Linked DNA regions of Mus musculus: region 2 is linked to region 1. Evidence: chromatin contacts called from public Hi-C data. All regions are on one chromosome and are shown on one strand. Each heading gives the region's core, a stretch centred on a gene start, on an enhancer-like site or on the middle of the called end of the contact. The rest is flanking DNA. Distances are from core to core; before and after follow the strand shown.

Region 1 (4,804 bases), core at 834-3,333:
ACTCCTAAGAAAATACTTTGAAATATGGGCAAAATACATGTCAAGGTATTTATTATACCTGAAATAATAAAGATGTGATGATTTAAATATAGAGTAAAAAGATGCTTGATGCTTCCTGGTTCATCTACAATGCAATGATGTAGTTGTAACAGACATTCAGAATGCCAGCGATTCCATGGTGAACTATTCACATAGGAACATGGAGAGAACAAACTGCATTGCTTAGAAAGATTTCACAGAGAAAGTTCAGAAGCAAAGGTCAAAATGCTAATGATTTGTGCTGTGTAATATTTGGAAATTTTAATATTTAAAATGTATTTTTGTCCATTTAGTGTTTCTGTGTCAGGTACATATGATGATTATACTGAGAAAAGCAGAATGATCATAATCATGATCTTAAATCTGCTAGGTAAGAGGGTTTTTCATTTTATCAGCCTTAAAGCTACCTAAGCTTTGTGGATGGAAGACAATTCTCTACTTTATAGTGCTTATTAAAACAAATGGTTTCTCCGTAGCCAAAGTAGTGGCTATTCGGGAGGCTATTGAGCCCAGGCATTATCTATGTGAACACACACACACACACACACACACACACACACACACACACACACAGAGAGAGAGAGAGAGAGAGAGAGAGAGAGAGAGAGAGAGAGGGGTGGGGAGGGACAGGGAAACAGAGAGACAGAGGGAGATAGAGAGAGACAGAGAGAGGCTCATCCTCAGATTCAAAAGCTGCTTCAGTTCACCTTGCTTCCCTCCCAGCCCGAGACTGCAGAAGAAAACCTCCTGATACGAGGTATAGAAGAAGCAGGACAGCTGTGACAGCTATTGTTGTATTTGCACTGATATCAAGATGTAGGTTGTTGCTATGTTGAACTAGGATGGAGAACTGTCAGTTATGTGCTGGGAACAGGAATGACTAGCTCATAATTTTCGGCCTGGGGATACCTACTTTAGAGAGCATTATCAGCTTCATACGACAGTCTGGTGCCACTAGTACCGAGCACTGTGACTAACTTCAGAGCAGCTGTGGGTAGCTGTTCTTTAGAGTGTTGTACCTAGAGTGGCACAGCAAGACCACAATTGGCAAAAGTGGCCTCCTCTGTCTAGCATTTGATCATGGTGCTTCTCTAAGGGGCATCTGTTAAGTACAGTTGGTAGATCTGGCCTACTTCTCATGTGTTGGGGCTTGGAGCTGTGAGCACTTAGTACTTTGTGAGCACTTAGTTCTTCATGTCATTCAGTTAAACTCTGTCATGCTCTTTGGAGACACTATCCTCATTCATAGGTAACAGATCAGAGTTAAACTTTACCCTCTTACAGCAGAGTAGGTCCAGGATCCAAACTGAAGCTCTTATGCCTGAAACCAGCATGCCAAGGTTTCTCCAAATTCAGTTGATTTAGAATCAACTTTGTATTTTTCTAAAGCAACACACCACCTGTACTCCATCCGGTCAATAATTTTCTGTAAGCTAGTTGCTTTCTTTTCTATTTAAATAAATAGGACTGCATCCGAATCACCAATGGACAGGAAACCAATTTTAATGTGTATATTGGTCCCCACACCATCTAAACTATTGCCACACTGGAGGACATGAATCATGCTCGATGCTTCCTCTTTCAGGTTGGACCAAATGGAGTTTCTGACCCAGCTGTCTATTGGTAGAAATTTTCATATAACATTTAAAGATAAAAGCGTCTATTATCGACTGCTTCTGTATCCTACCCACTGTCCAGGCTCTTTCTGATTATATGGCCTCCACAGAAAACAGACTGGGGGTCTTATAAAGACCAGAGATTCTTCCTGTTTGTGTTTAATGACTTCCATAAAAATTCACATGATTTCATTTTTCTATAGTGTCGCCTTTGTGTTAGGAAGAGCAGGCAACCTCCCAGCTGCTGTTCACATGCAGTCTTGTTCTTCCACCTCTGCTACACGCTGACTAGTCTTTCTTACTTGCTGACACATCTTTGCCTAGGCAATGGCAGCTGGCAGCAGCACCAGCTTCTCCTGAACTAGGCTGTCATCCTGGCACAGGCAGGGCTGCATGGTGATCAAGACCATTGTGGTTGTGTGGCCATGGTGGTAGGACTGGCTCTTCACTCGCAGTGCTCAGAATTTCTATGACGTGATTTGCATGGTCAGTGCTCCAAAGGAAGCCAGGAAGCTTTTAGGACCTCTTCATTTTGTTTTTCCAATGTGACAATTGGCCAGCTTACCAAATATTGTCAGTCATGCAATTGTTCCTGAAACACTTTCCAGTACAGAGTCTCTCAGGGGAAGCTGCTATCGCTTTCTCCTGAGCTGGAAATGATGTTGTGCCTCTTTACGCAGCCGGGTGCAGAGAACTCTGGAAAGCCGCAGACTCACCTCATGAATAAACATTTAGCTGGGAATGAGGAGGCCTTCCCTTTCCTGGTGGCTGTGTGACTGCAGGGAAGGTCTGTGCTTTCTAAGCCTTTGTGTACTGTCTATGACTAGGCTTCCTTAGAGGACTGTCAATCTACACTTCCAGTGTGGAAAAGGGCTGAGGACATGACTGCTGGTAAAGTGCTTGCCATGCTAACAGGAGGACCTGAATTCACATCCACAGGACCATGTAAAGTCAAGGCTGGCAACAGCAAACATCTGTGATGCCAGCACTTAGAAAGACAGAGAGGACCTTCTCTGGCAGCCAGCATAGCCTGTCCCATGAATTCCATGTTCAGTGAGAGACCCAGTCTCAAAAGTATAAGACAGTGGGCAATAGAGCAAGATACCTGATCTCTGGTCTGCACAACAACACATGTCTTTGCACACCTGTGCACACACGCATGTTCATGTGCACACATATGTGTGCACATGCACTCGTCAACTCATTTTGCTATGGTAGTTACTATTATGCATTTGTTTGTAATATAAGCAGAACTGAGCAATGTATTGCGTCTTTAAAACAGTTATTAAATTTGTATTTATCTTTGTCTGTGTGCATGTGTGTGTGGCAGTCAGGGTGGAGCATGTCTCCAGTGTGGAGATCAGAGGACAATTTGTGGGAACCCATTCTCTCCTTCTACTGTGTGAGTCTCAGGGATCAAACTCAGGTCCCTCAGGCTTAATGCCAAGTACCCAGCGAAGTCATCATGCTGGCATGAATTTGGAGCTTTCCCAACCTCCAGGACACCATGAGTCTGGTAAGAATAGGGTCGGCAGCTTCTGAGCAATCCTGTGAGTTAGCTTGCTCGGCTGAGCCAGTCACAATGACGTAGAAGCTCTGTTTTTATTAAGCCACAGAAACTTGTTGGTATGCTGTGGATTTGGTTCATATTCTAAAGCAGAGATGAAAAAGGTAGGAAGGAAAAATAATGTCTAGAATTGTCCCCTGTCCCCACCTTGAAGAACAATTGAGAGAAAACATTGTGGCACAGAAGGGCAGGGCAATACACCAGAAGTAACCACTAAACAATTTGCTCATTATCCTTCCAAAAACAACCTCAAAATGAGTTGGAAAATAGGGTGTTTAGGGCTCGTCACTCTCTGCTGTCCTGTTCCCATGAGTCAACAAAAGGTACCATTCGATCTGTGCTCATTACTCCTTACGTAGTGCTTAGATGCTTCTATTATGGCAATCCCAATCAGCTCCCACTTTTAGGCAAGGATTTTAATAATAGCTACTGTGTATTAGCTAGTAGTAACTATGTGGAAAGCATTTTAATACAGAAGTTATTTATTTCAAATCCCCATTCCTATGCTGTGGGGCGAATGGCATCCTTGCCATCTTTTCTGTGGTACAGAGATCCTAGCCAAGGCCTTGTTCAGTTTGTGCTACTTGAGTGTTCTGCCACTGAGCTGTCTCCCCAGCCTCTGCACTTCCACTGCCCTAGAAGAAAACAAGAGCAAGCTAGTTGTGCAATGAGTGGAAGGAAAGAGGGTAGGTTCTGGTCGGAGTCTAAGAGCTTAGCTTTTTTAGAGTGCAATTTTAATTATGACTAAGCAATTCTTTTTAAGGGGGGCGGGTAAATCAATGTTGTTGAGGTTTAAAAACTCGACCTTTTATTGACTTAATTGCCAAACCTTAATGGACTATTAAGAGAAGCATGAAAAAATATGTCACTGAGTTAGAAGTCTGAAGTTTATTATATTAGTCATCATTGGAATATGTTTTGGAAATCACTTACCTAATTAACCATTATGACTATTACTCAGTTGTTTCTATGGATAAAACTCCATCTTATTCCTCAAAATCGACATTCATTTATGTTGTTATTTGTGCAGTCTTAGACATCAGTATCTAATTGTTTTGAGGGGCTGGAGTTCCTCCTATTCTTTTATTAGGCCATTTACCGGTAACACCCAATTCAAAGTTGTAAATACAAATGTTCCTTGGTATATGTATCCATGAGGGATTGGATCCAAGAATTCCTGTCATTTGTGGAGCATCCAAAATCTGTGGAGGCTCAAGTTCTTATGATAGGCCAATGTTTGCTTGCAGCCACAAAATGTGCTGCAAGATTTGTTTTATTTATTGTGTTTTAGTGTGATATTTATTAATAAATATTTATATAATAATGTGTGTGTATTTGTGGTCTGGGTTGGCTGAGGCCACAGAGTTCATGGATATGGAGAACAATTTGTATTCATGGTGAATTTCCTTGGGCATTGAGCTTCAGTGTGGTAGCCACAGGGCAGTGATTCTAAATTGCTTGACATTTGAAACCACCTGAGGATAGACACAGTCCACACAGGAGAAATCGGGTAGCGTTGGGATTACTGTTTCTCAGGTATCTTCAGTGGACAGTCAAGGTTATACAGCACTTGCGATTAGCA
Region 2 (4,804 bases), core at 1,528-4,027, 300 kb before region 1:
TCCAACAAGGCTGCACCTTCTAATAGTGCCAGGCCCCATGAGCCATGGGGGACATTTTCTATCAAACCGCCACATATCAAAGTACCTTCATACCTGACCTACCTTTTGCTTTTATGAGTGACTTACTAGAAACCTGAAATTCTAAGCTCCAGAGAGACAAATCTAAAGGAAACAAAATAAAGAAAAATCCTCACACACACACACACACGCACAACCTATAGGATGTAGAAATGGAAGCTAATCCCAGTGTTCCAATTGATAGGAAGTTAAAACCAATGAAGTGTTTAGAAACCCAGCGTGCTAGTAAGAAATGACATTCTGCTAATGGAAAACATACTGATGTGTCTGTCTGTACTCATATCAGCTTACCATGGCCATGACCGTGACCATGACCACAACCATGACTGCTAAGGGAATACATTCTACCAGGTACCAACAGAGATACAGAAAATAAAATATTCCCTCTTGATGCTGTAGTAAGACAGGTGTTACGCCTATGTCAAGACACCTAGGAATTCAGATAAAACTTTTACCACCACACAGGCTGAAGTAACAGAAAAGGTGGCACTAACAAGGTTAGCAAGATAGGATTCAAACCCCCAACATACCAGCAGTGTGCCCACTAACACTAATGTCGTCTTATTGCTAGTGGACTTGAACAAGACCTCTGATCTAGAATAGCACTGCCAGTGTGCCCACGCTGAAGCCGCGAGTAGAGATTCAACTTGACTGCAATAACTTTCCAAGGATGGAAAAACAGCTATTTGATCAATGACTTCTGGCAGACAGTTCTGAGGAAGCTGCAGGAGACATGATATGCTTTTAAACAGTGGTCACAGCTACAAACTCAAGAACAGACCACCCACCACACCTGTACAGGAGGGCTTGCTCAAACGTTAGTCCTACAAATCTCATGCCCTGAGGTCAAGCAATTAACACCAACAGCTATACCTTCCAAAGACAATGGCATTTTAAAATAAAAATAGAGCTTACTGTCCATGAATATGGAGTACCCTTTAACACAAATTCCTTTAACTAGATTGCTGAACATTATAAACCAGAATGAAGATACAGAAAAACAGCACATGTAATATTCTACACTCTGTGGCTTATCCTATAAATGATAAAGGGGTTAAAGTTCTGACTACCAGGTAAGATGAAGAGAAAAAAAAAAAATCTAAAGAATGCAATCTTTAAATGCATCTATGTGGTGGTCTGAATGAAAATGGTCCCCATTGGCTCATAGGGACTAATATTATTAGGTACTGTGTCCTGGTTGGAGGAAGTGTGTCACAGTGGGTGAGCTTTGAGGTTTCAGATGCTCAAGCCAGGCCCAGTGTCTCATTGTCTCTTCCTGCTGCCTGCTGATCCAAATTCAGAACTCTCAGCTCCTTTTGCAGCACCATGTCTACCTGCATGCTACCATTCTTCCTGCTATGATGACAATGATTAAACCTCTAAACTTTAAGCCCTCCCCCAATTAAATATTTTCCTTTATAAGAGTTACTGGGGCCATGATGTCTATTCACAGCAACAGAAACCCTAAGATGTTCTTTCAAAAACAAAAGGAATATCTTAATTAGTATATTTTAACAATTTAAATGTAACCCCAGAGAACTCTTATCACTGAAAACAGAATTTTATTGTTTTATCCACCTGGACTAAAGCTAGGAGCTCCGATAGTCTGAGCCAGAGTCTTACCACTGTAAAACAACTCCTGTCCACCTTTTATTTTTAACTTTGAGATAGGGTCTCACAATGTTACCCAGATAGCCTTGGGTGTCTCTGTGTAGCCATGGCTGTAGCTGACCTTGTGATTTTCCTGGGTTAGCCTCCCAAACAGCAAGGATTATCGGCTGTACCACTAGCTCTGACTGTTTTTTAACTTCTTAATCACAAGTATGTATTACACAATTTTTGTTTTAGTCTTCAAAAATCCAGTTTCTCCATTGTGCATACCTTTGACATTACAAAAAGAGGTTTTCATGCAAATTCTTAGCCAAGAAATGCCATGTTTTGCTCAAAATGGGAATCTAGAAAAAAAAATCTAGAAGAAAAATTACCTAAAACTCAACAAGAAAAGATAAGTTTTAACCAACACATGAATGACTACTTCAAAAAGCTTTTTCTACTTAAAATGTGGCTCAGCAGTAGCAAGCTCACCAAACCTGTGAAAGGTCTTGGGTATCTTCAGCAGAGCCAAAACAAAAACAAACAACAAAGGAGGAAGGAAGAGTATCCAAAAAGTATCAGTCTAAACTGATACACACTTAATCATGATTGCAAACAATAGAGGAGGAAAAGAGGGTCCATAAAATATCCCTCTAAAGAGACATGCCCTCATGATTGCAAAGCAACAAAGGAGGAAGTGTCCAAAAAAGTATCACTCTAACGTGCTAGACAAGTGCTCATGATCCCAAACTTACTTTAAGAAACACAGTATCCAGAAGTTCAAGTCTTACAGCTAAAATTCAGATTCTTAGTTCACTCAAACAGTATCAAATGGGCCCTGTTCAGCTGGGAAAGTACTTGTCATGCAAGCATCATTAGGACCTGTGTTCATCTGGATCCCATTAAACCCTGTAAAAAATGGAGTATGGGGCTGCAAGGCAGGTCCCAGGGGTTGCTGGGCAGCAAGGCCATCGTCTCTCTCTTCTCCGGTCCTTTGAGTACATAGGAAACAAGATTCCTCTGATCAGGGTAAAGAAATGGACCCTGAACCAGCCTCCATGATGACACATAATGAAGCCAACCACTGTGTCCCTTCAGTCACTTGAGACAAAACTTCTCACTTCCCCTGCTCTCATTCCACTACTTGGCACTGTTTAAGAAAGGGTGAGCCTTAAGGGGAAAAGCTCAACAAATATGGGTGTTACCTAGACGGGAAAAGGAAACCCTAACAAGCCTAGGGAGTAAGCAGAAATCCAGGACTGGGCCTCTGAGCTAGTGCACAGTCCTTTTTTGTGCTGACTGCAAGTTTCTTGAGTCTGCCTTACGAGACAGCTCTAATCACTATCTCTTCTCTGGGGTTCACTTCAAACTTCTAATTGGAGACTTGAGAGCTACCTACTAAAAGCAAGTTTACCTCTACTCAAACTCTTGGAGCGCCCATCTTTCTCTCAGTCCCTCATTCCTGAATATAAGTACCTCAGCTGCAGGGTGGAAGTTTGAGGGTAACAACTACAAACCTACTTTAAGTTACTAGAAAACCTGTTAAAATGAGCTAGAAGCAGTAAGGAAGTGTTGGCTGGTACCTGTGCTCCCAGTCCTGAAGAATCTGAGGTAAGAAAGATACCCTTCAGGCCAGCCTGCGATCTGGTCTCAAAGGACAACATTCATGGCAGCATGTGCTAAAGGTCAAAAGATGGTGCAAACCAACTTTGTATGCATAAACACCACCTTAGTGGGAGGCTAAAAAAACATCAGAGGAGCAAGTCTTTATGGCCCGGAATAAGGCAGTGTTTCTTAAACATGGCTAAACCCACCACTAACAAGAGGAGAAAGCCAACTGGCACCGCAAGTCTTCAACCTTCTAATCCAATGGGCATAAGAAATCACCCCAGAGAGAAGAGTCTATAGAATTGCTCCAGAAGTGACTTTGTACCTAAAATCCAACTCAGAAAGAGGCAACTGTAAATTATAAGCAGGCACTCCACAGAGAATTCAGAGGGTCAGTGAGCAGAGACTCCACAACCCAAATGCCCATCAGTACAAACAGTAATGAATCTGGGAGACTAAAACTCAGATTCAGCTTGGGGGGTGGAGGGTGGGGGGTAATGCTGGTAACTAAGTCCTTAAAAGTTTGACTATATAACTGGCAGGTATCAAGCTTCTGAAAAAATTGAAATGCACACCAAAGTATAAATGTCCTGAATGCACACATTACCAATTACTACAATAGTAACTCATTCTAAATTCTAGGGGTCCATGCATCACAGCATTCATCTTTACATCCTGCATTCAGGAGGCAGAACCAAAAGTGTATCTAGCAGTTTTAGGCAAGTCTGGTCTACATGGCAATTCCAGGCAAGCCCAGGCTATATAGTAAGAGTACCTCAAAAATAAATACAACGAAATAAAAAATAAATTCTAGGTAGTTAAGAAAAGGTATACATAATGTGGGAAGGAGACATGCTAGCTAGAAGACAACTGTTTTCATGATAAATAAAATACCACCCTAAAGCATTCAAGTTTTAGACTTTCTAACTTAAAAAAGGCTTTTAACAAAACACTTATTTTTATTTTATGTACACTAGCATTTTGCCTGCACGTACACCTGTGTGATGCCATCAGGCAGAACCTCTGAAACTAGAACTACAGACAGAGGTCGGTGGCCATGTGGGTGCTGGGAATTAACTAAACCTCATGCTCTGGAGGAGCGGCCAGAAGTGGAGCCATCTCTCTAGTCCACACACACACACACCATGCACATGCATGTTTTATTTTTTTAGTAATTTTTAAATCAAAATTACTCTTCATAATGTCATGCTTCTATACTTACATCATCAGCGTAAGAAGAATGACTTTTCTAAAGTGTAGATGGTTAATAACTGTCCTGACCTAATAAAGCTGGTATGATAGAAAGCACAACTTGAAAAGAATGTCTGGGCTGGGAATGCCTGCTCCTTTATAGAGGCAAGAAGACCTGCTAAAGCATGGCTGGAGCCCACCAAGGGCATTTTTAACATGTTACCAGGAGTTCTAAATTCTGCCAGGACCACACTCAGAGGTATTACACTTCAGGATCATCTCAACTTATCCTTTAGAGAATAAAACATGTAACATTAAGGACACAGCAATCACT

What was found. Hi-C and Micro-C count contacts between places; a contact is called where the count stands out from the background.
Region 2: a contact with region 1 is called in a Hi-C map of bone marrow-derived macrophages, with 23 read pairs. The contact joins two enhancer-like sites. A contact is called at or near these places in 3 of 484 Hi-C or Micro-C datasets (bone marrow-derived macrophages, embryonic fibroblasts and nephron progenitors), 1 of 115 datasets of contacts at active chromatin or transcription factors (bone marrow-derived macrophages) and 3 of 9 other capture datasets (adipose tissue, embryonic stem cells and liver).

The regions. Positions count from the first base shown.
Region 1 is chr3:21,821,905-21,826,708 of GRCm38.p6, reverse strand. No RefSeq gene overlaps it. Among named protein-coding and RNA genes, the nearest start is that of 7530428D23Rik, 24 kb to the right of the region's middle. Within about 2 kb of position 2,083, at least 76 of the 459 cell types and tissues checked have an H3K27ac peak or open chromatin away from gene starts, as enhancers often do. A contact at or near this core is called in bone marrow-derived macrophages, where this site is marked.
Region 2 is chr3:22,124,599-22,129,402 of GRCm38.p6, reverse strand. All of the region lies in intron 1 of Tbl1xr1 (transducin (beta)-like 1X-linked receptor 1), which reads right to left. Among named protein-coding and RNA genes, the nearest start is that of Tbl1xr1, 50 kb to the right of the region's middle. Within about 2 kb of position 2,777, at least 14 of the 459 cell types and tissues checked have an H3K27ac peak or open chromatin away from gene starts, as enhancers often do. A contact at or near this core is called in bone marrow-derived macrophages, where this site is marked.